Linked DNA regions of Sus scrofa: region 2 is linked to region 1. The links are chromatin contacts, called in public Hi-C maps. All regions are on one chromosome and are shown on one strand. Each heading gives the region's core, a stretch centred on a gene start, on an enhancer-like site or on the middle of the called end of the contact. The rest is flanking DNA. Distances are from core to core; before and after follow the strand shown.

The links. Hi-C and Micro-C count contacts between places; a contact is called where the count stands out from the background.
Region 2: a Hi-C map of liver shows a contact between it and region 1, with 2.7 times the contacts expected there. The contact joins the enhancer-like site here to the promoter of ADRA2B in region 1. A contact is called at or near these places in 1 of 5 promoter capture datasets (liver), 12 of 47 Hi-C or Micro-C datasets (alveolar macrophages, embryonic fibroblasts, fetal heart ventricle and 8 more) and 1 of 2 datasets of contacts at active chromatin or transcription factors (skeletal muscle).

What each region holds. Positions count from the first base shown.
Region 1 is chr3:45,759,254-45,762,658 of Sscrofa11.1, reverse strand. ADRA2B (adrenoceptor alpha 2B) reads right to left here and starts at 1,693. Exons shown (of 1, transcript NM_001037148.1): 1 at 353-1,693. The coding sequence starts at 1,693. The coding sequence ends at 353.
Region 2 is chr3:45,910,083-45,913,487 of Sscrofa11.1, reverse strand. KCNIP3 (calsenilin) reads left to right here. Exons shown (of 9, transcript XM_021087060.1): 6 at 1,927-2,034; 7 at 3,181-3,285. Among named protein-coding and RNA genes, the nearest start is that of GPAT2, 68 kb to the right of the region's middle. Within about 2 kb of position 1,552, at least 5 of the 83 cell types and tissues checked have an H3K27ac peak or open chromatin away from gene starts, as enhancers often do. A contact at or near this core is called in fetal liver and liver, where this site is marked.

The sequences.
Region 1 (3,405 bases), core at 444-2,943:
TGACTGACCAGAAAAACAGAGGGCTTTGGCTTGCAGGAGTCTGGGATGCTGGGAGGGAGCCTGACCTCGGCCACATTCAGGAAAGTCCAAACCTTATTCATGTGCCTGTGCTCAGGCAGGGGGTGGAGAATTTAGCCTCCCACAGCCAAGCCAGCAAGAGGGGGGGCTTCAAATAGATGCCTGTGAGCAGACCCCTATCCCTGCCCCTCCCAGGGGGCTCCAGGATGAAGTCTGTAGGACCAGGGAAGGGACCAGAAAGCCCCAGGGAGGTGGCCACGTAAAACAGGGCGAGAAGCTGGGCAGCCTTGGCACCACCTGACACCAACACCACATGGACAGTGGGCAGGCGGGCTCACCAGGCTGTCTGGGTCCACTGGCGGCACAGGATCCTTCGGAAGGCACGACGAAAGTCCTGGTTGAAGATGGTGTAGATGACAGGGTTCAGCGAGCTGTTGCAGTAGCCGATCCAGAAGAAGAACTGGAATAGGCCATGGGGCACCTTGCAGTGCTGAGGGCAGATGGCACCCAGGCTATAGCTGAAGAAGAAGGGGAACCAGCAGAGCACAAACACGCCAATGACCACAGCCAGCACGAACGTGAACCGCTTCTCCCGGGTCAGCTGCGCCCGCCGACGCCACCACTGCCCACTCGAAGTGCCCATGCCCCTGCCCAGGAGCACCTGGCCCCGTAGGGTTGCCAGCACCCGGGAACCCTGTGGCTGCTGCAGGGGTGGACTGCAAGCCGAGGCAGGAGAGGCTGGCAAAGTCTGAGGCTCACACTCCTCCTCCTCCTCCTCTTCAGCCTCCTCCTCTGGTGATGTTCCACAAACACCTTCCTTCTGACCCTGGCCCGAGCTGGGAAGGGCAGGCCAGCTGGGTGGCAAAGCGGGGGTCCCAGTGTCTTCAGAGGTCTCCCCTTCATCCTTCTCCCCAGTGTGCTGAGAGCACCCATTGGTCTCTCCAGCAGTGGCCAGTTGAGAGACCAAGGTTGGCAACTTGGCTGAGGCTGAAACTTCCCCAGGGACTGGGCGGGGCTGCTTAGACTCCCCCTTCCCAGGGCCCCCCTTAGCCCTAGGGCCTCTGCGGTGGCTGCGCTTAGCGATCAAGTAGATGCGCAGGTAAACAAGGATCATGATAAGGCAGGGTGCAAAGAAAGAGCCAATGCTGGAGGCCAGGATGTACCAGGCCTCTTGATTGAGCTTGCATTGAGGGCGCCCCCGGGGCTGGGGACCCGGGTCGCCCTTGTAGATAAGAGGCGGCAGCGAGATGACAGCTGCGATGAGCCACACGGTGAGGATGATGCACTTGATGCGCCGCGGGGTGCGCTTGGAGTTGTACTCCAACGCGCGGCTCACTGCCCAGTAGCGGTCCAGGCTGATGGCACACAGGTGCACGATGGAGGAGGTGCAGAAAAGCACGTCCAGCGCCAGGTACACTTCACACCAGGTGCGTCGAAAGTACCAGTAGCCCAGCAGCTCATTGGCCAGCGAAAAAGGGATGATGAGTGTGGCCACCAGGATGTCGGCTGCGGCCAGCGACACTAGGAACAGGTTTTGCGGCGCGCGCAGCGAGCGGCTTGTCAGCACAGCCAAGATGACCAGGGAGTTGCCGAAGATAGTGAACAGGATGAGGAAGGTGATGACCGCAGCGATGGCCGCAGTGGCCTGCACGGAGTAGGGCTCCTGGTGGTCCATGGCCGGGCCGGACGGGCCAGAGGGGGCGCTGCTCGCCCAGCGCGTGCACAGCCAGCGACGGCACTGTTCCACTCAGGTCGGCTAGACGAGGGGGTTGTCGCCCTGGCTGCCCTGAAGGTGCTGGAGCCCCATGGCCCAGCCGAAAGGGGCTGGGAGGTCGGGGGACGCCCAGGGCCGGCCACCGCCCTCCTACCTCCTCTTGTACCTGCGCCCGGCGTCCCTGCCGTCTGCCCCGAAGTTTACCAAGTTGTCCCGCTGCCGTGCCCGCCCCGCCTATAACCGGGGAAAGTTGCGCCCTGCCGCTGGGATGCTGTTGGACGCACGCTGGGGCGCGGGGCCCAGCCGCCTGGGCAGGGGCACGCCGCCGGTTCTCGGAGGAAGCGGCCCGCTCTGCTCGGCTGGCTGTAGCCCGGAGCCGCGCCGGCAGGCAGCCCGCCGTGGCAGGAGAGTGGGGAGGAGAGCGAGCGCGGCTGGAAGAGGGAGGAGACTGGAGGCGGGAGCAGGAGGAGGGAAGGGAGGCGGGGCGGGTGGTCGGACCCAGGGTGGTTGGAAGGTGTGCCTCGCTGGGGGAAGGGGGAGGACCGGCGGGCCGCAGCCTCTCCGGGTACCCAGCCTCCGCTCTGGCACCCCTGCCCCCCCTTCCTCCAGCCCTCCGCGTTGCAGCAGGTCGGAGGGGCCCAGCGTCCGGATCTATGGGACCCGGGGAAGGATGCTGGCAGAAGTGGAAGGGTCGGTGCACGCAGGGAGCTGGGACGCAGCGGCACAGAGGCGGGATGTCTCTCTTGTGGGTTGCGGGGCTAGGCCCACGACCAGGGTCTAGGGAGGTGGGCGCTAGCAGAATTCGCCTCCGATGGTCCAAGAGCCCGGAGAAGAGAGCGGGTGGGTGTGTCCGGGCGCCAGAGCATCCTAAACCACACCCTCTTACTGGCGCCCAAGAGGAAAGAAGCTGAGCGGAGGGCGTGGGGTGAGCGGCGAGACTGCTCAGAACCCCTTCCCCAAATGCTTGCCCACCGGGACTGGACACCGTCGGGCCTCCAGAGCCGGAGGAAGCGCGCGTAGCCAGCTGGCGAGCGCCCCCTGCCGCCGCCCGCGTGCCGAGCTCGTCCACGACCAGCCTCCCACCCGGAGACACGCATCCTCGCTGCGTTCTGGGGGCACGGAGAAGGCTCCCCAGCCCAGTGGGGCAAGCGAGTGCTCAGAGCCTGGGACTGACGATTCAGCCTTCCTGTTTCTCCTGCAGCTGCCTCAGTTTCCTCCATTAAGGGCAAAGAGGTAAGGAAAAAAACTGCCGTGGACTCAGGTCTCAGCGACAACTGAAGTGGGAAGAGGAGCGCTTGCCAGCTCCGTCCTGGTGCCCAATAGGAGGAGGATGTCCCCGGGGGCAGAGCAAGGAGACCTAGTCAAGGGCGAGGTCTTTTTGACATAGCTCAAGAAAAATGTTAGGTCTCAGGGGCAGCTTCGCAGGGAGGAGCTTCCCTTTGCCTGTGTGATGACCACCCCACAAACCCCACTCCTCACCCCCCGCTCCAGTCCTGCAGACTAGCCCCACCCCCATAGACGCTGCACATCCCTGGGTAGCCACGGAAGGAGCAGTTGGGGTAAGAAGAAATTTCCAGCTAAACACACACCCCACCCTAATGTAGAAGTGTAAGAGTGGTAAGTGGAAAAATCATATTTTCACCTGGAATGAATTCACTTCTTTGGGCTCTGAT
Region 2 (3,405 bases), core at 303-2,802, 150 kb before region 1:
CTCCTGGTCCTGGAATCCTCATCCTTCTCTTCCTTGCTTTTACTCTTTCTTTTCAAGAGCCTGCCTTCCAGGAGTTTCCAACAAGAGTACATGGGAGGTAATTGCTGAGCCTTTGATTTTTTTTTTTCCTTTCTTTTCCGTTGTTTTCTTTTTCCCTTTTTAGGGCAACAACACCTGCAGCATATGGAAGCTCCCAGACTAGGGACTGAATCGGAGCCCCACCTGCCAGCCAGATCTGAGCCACATCTGGAACCTACGCCACAGCTCACAGCAATGCTAGATCCTTAACCCACTGAGTGAGGACAAGAATTGAACCCGCATCCTCACAGACACTGTGTCAGGGTCTTAACCCACTGAGCCATCAGGGGAGCTCCCAATTTCTGAGTCTTTGGATGCCTTTGTTCCATTCTTGCTCTTTCTTGATCTATTGTATGGGACCAGCTTCGATGGAAAACTGTTCTGCTGATTCCTGATCCTGTGGATGGGACCTCATTTTATTGTTTTTTTGGTTTTTTTTCCTGTTTGCTTTTGTTTTTCTCTCTGCAAGCTTGTAGGACCTTGTCTTTGCATTGTTTTCTGAAATGTCATCATGATATATGGCTGTAGGCGCCAACATGGGCTGTTTGTTAACAGGCCTGAGAAAGACCTTGGCACTGACAGCCTTCCTTCTGGGAATATCTTCATTCCTTCTTGGATTCGCTCCCCTCTATTTCCCCCCGTCTCTTCCTGGAACTCCTGCTGGTCAAGTGTCAATCCCTCTGGATGGGACCCCCTATTATGTACTTTTCTCTTATTTTCCAGCTCTGCCTTTTCATGCTGCTTTATGGCAGAGCCTCCACCTGCTTTCCCAACCCTCCTTCTAAGTCTGTCATTTGCTTTCTGACTCTCTCTCTCTTTTTTTTTTTTTGGTTGCACCCGTGGCATGTGGAATTTCCTGGTACAGGGATGGAACCTGAGCCACAGCAGTGGCAACACTGACTCCTTAACTGCTAGGCCACCAGGGGACTCTCTGCTTTCTCATTTTTAATTCCCAAGATCTCTTTCTTGTTCCCAATGATTCCTTTTTGTATAGCACCCTATTCTTGTAGGATCCCAGATTTATAACCTTTGAATCTAATAGGTTTTTTAAGTTTTTTTTTTCTCCTGGAATAATTTTTGTTTCTTCCAAACTGCTTTTCTCTGTTTCCCTTAGTCTTTCTCTCTGGTAATACAGATTTCCTCTGAGCCAGAAATTCTACAATTTGAGTGCAAAGCCCTGTCCCTCTGCTGTCTACAATCCTCTGTTCCCCTCCCAGACAGCCCTTCTCTGCTCCCCTTCTGTCAGAGCACCCTGGGAGGACCCCACGGGGCAGGGGGAGCTTAACCTGCAAACCTTCTGGAAGTGGCAGGAAAGACTGACTTTCCGTCAACTGCTACAACAAAACAGTTGACGTTTTCAACCAGGAAGGCATTTGAACTTTCGTGACTTGTCATGTTAGGAATTACCTGTCACACCTCAGAAGTGACTGCATATGGGTATGGCATGACCCCAGAACGGAGCACGGTTAATTTTTAAGCTGTGCGTTTTCAAGCACCTTGACCTGCAGAGGCTTGTTACACAGGCACAGAGCACAGCCCCTCCACTGGAGGAGCGCTCCCAGGCCTCCTCTGCCAGTGGCAGTGCATCAAAGGGGTCTAAGACACATTATGTTTGAATGGCTTTATTTGAGACGATCAGTACCGGTCACTGTGCCATCTCTGCACACACATGCGCACACACACACACTCACACACGCGCTCACATTGTGTTGACTTTGCAGACACCATCTGCCTGCTCTGTGAGGAAGGCACCTCACCTATACACTGTATGGTGAATCCACACAGCAAACTTGAAATAGACTCTGGGCATTGGAAGGTCACTCTTCACCACCCCCGCTTCCTCCACAGGACTTTGTGATCGGTCTCTCCATCCTCCTGCGAGGAACAGTCCATGAGAAACTCAAGTGGGCCTTTAACCTCTACGACATTAACAAGGATGGCTACATCACCAAAGAGGTATGGGGTGGGGTGGGGGCAGGGGCTAAGGGTGGCGTGTCAACCCCTCCCCCATCTTCCTGCTCCACACTCCCAACCCCTCTCCTCACACATACCCCCCAGGGTCCAGAGACCTGGCTCTCAGCCAGGACCTGGAGGGGACTAGGGGATGGCCAGGGGGCTCCTCCTCTCCCAAGATCCTGGACACCTGCATGCAGGGAGTGTGGAGCTTCTGTGCCGTTCACCACACACCTCCATCCTGTTCAACAAGTGTTCTGGAGCATTCTTCCTTTTTCTCTCTTTTTTTTTTTTTTTTTTTTTTTAAAGAGCCGCTCCTGTGGCATATAGAAGTTCCTAGGCTAGGGGTTGACTTGGAGCTGCAGCTGCCAGCCTACCACACAGCTACAGCAATGCCAGATCCAAGCAGCATCTATGACCTATGCTGCAGCTTAGGATCCTTAACCTGCTGAACAGGGCCAGGGATCAAACCTGCGTCCTCATGGATACTAGTTGGGTTTGTTACTGCTGAGCCACAATGGAAACTTCCATCCTTTCTTTTTCTTTTTTCTTCTTCTTCTTTTTTTTTTTTTTTTTTTTTTTTTGGCACATCCATAGCGTGTGGAAAATCCTGGGTCAGATTTCTAACCCACACCATAGCAGTGACAATGCTGGATCCTTAACCGCTTGACCACCAGGGAACTCCCCAGATCATCCTTTCTTACAGGGAGGTCCTGAGGGAGACATAAGTGGAGAAGCTGGAGGCGGGGCTTGGGGAGCTGGCCTTGACCCCCACCAATTGATGGGGGGGAGTGAGGTCTCTTAAGACAGGGTACAAACAGGGGGGCCCTCACCACACAGGCCCACAGTCATTTTTGTTGGTCCAAACATTTTTTGCTTTGTGAAATAGTTGCTACAGTTTCAAATTCTGGAGATTGCACATCAAAAACAATGTCCAGCTTCTCCTAGAGAGTCCAAAGCTTGCACTGGCTGGACTGCAGGGAGGTGAGCTCTCCTCTCCCCAGCTCCCACAGCCCCACCTGCTCACCCATCACCCCTGGAGGTGCCCTCTGCCCTGAGATACAGCCCCCTCCCCTCAAACCCTTGAACCCCCACCCCACCTCCTTGCAGCTAGGCTCATGCCAGCTCTTCCTGCCCCCTTCCCCACAGGAGATGCTGGCCATCATGAAGTCCATCTATGACATGATGGGCCGCCACACCTACCCCATCCTGCGGGAGGACGCGCCCCTGGAGCACGTGGAGAGGTTCTTCCAGGTGAGTGCTGTATGTACCCCCAGGCCCTGCAGGGGAAGGGCAGCCAGAGGAGGAAGGGGCTCCTGCTCTTAGGGCAACCCCCCACCATGCTGCTCCCTCTCTGAGCCTCCCTGCTCCCAC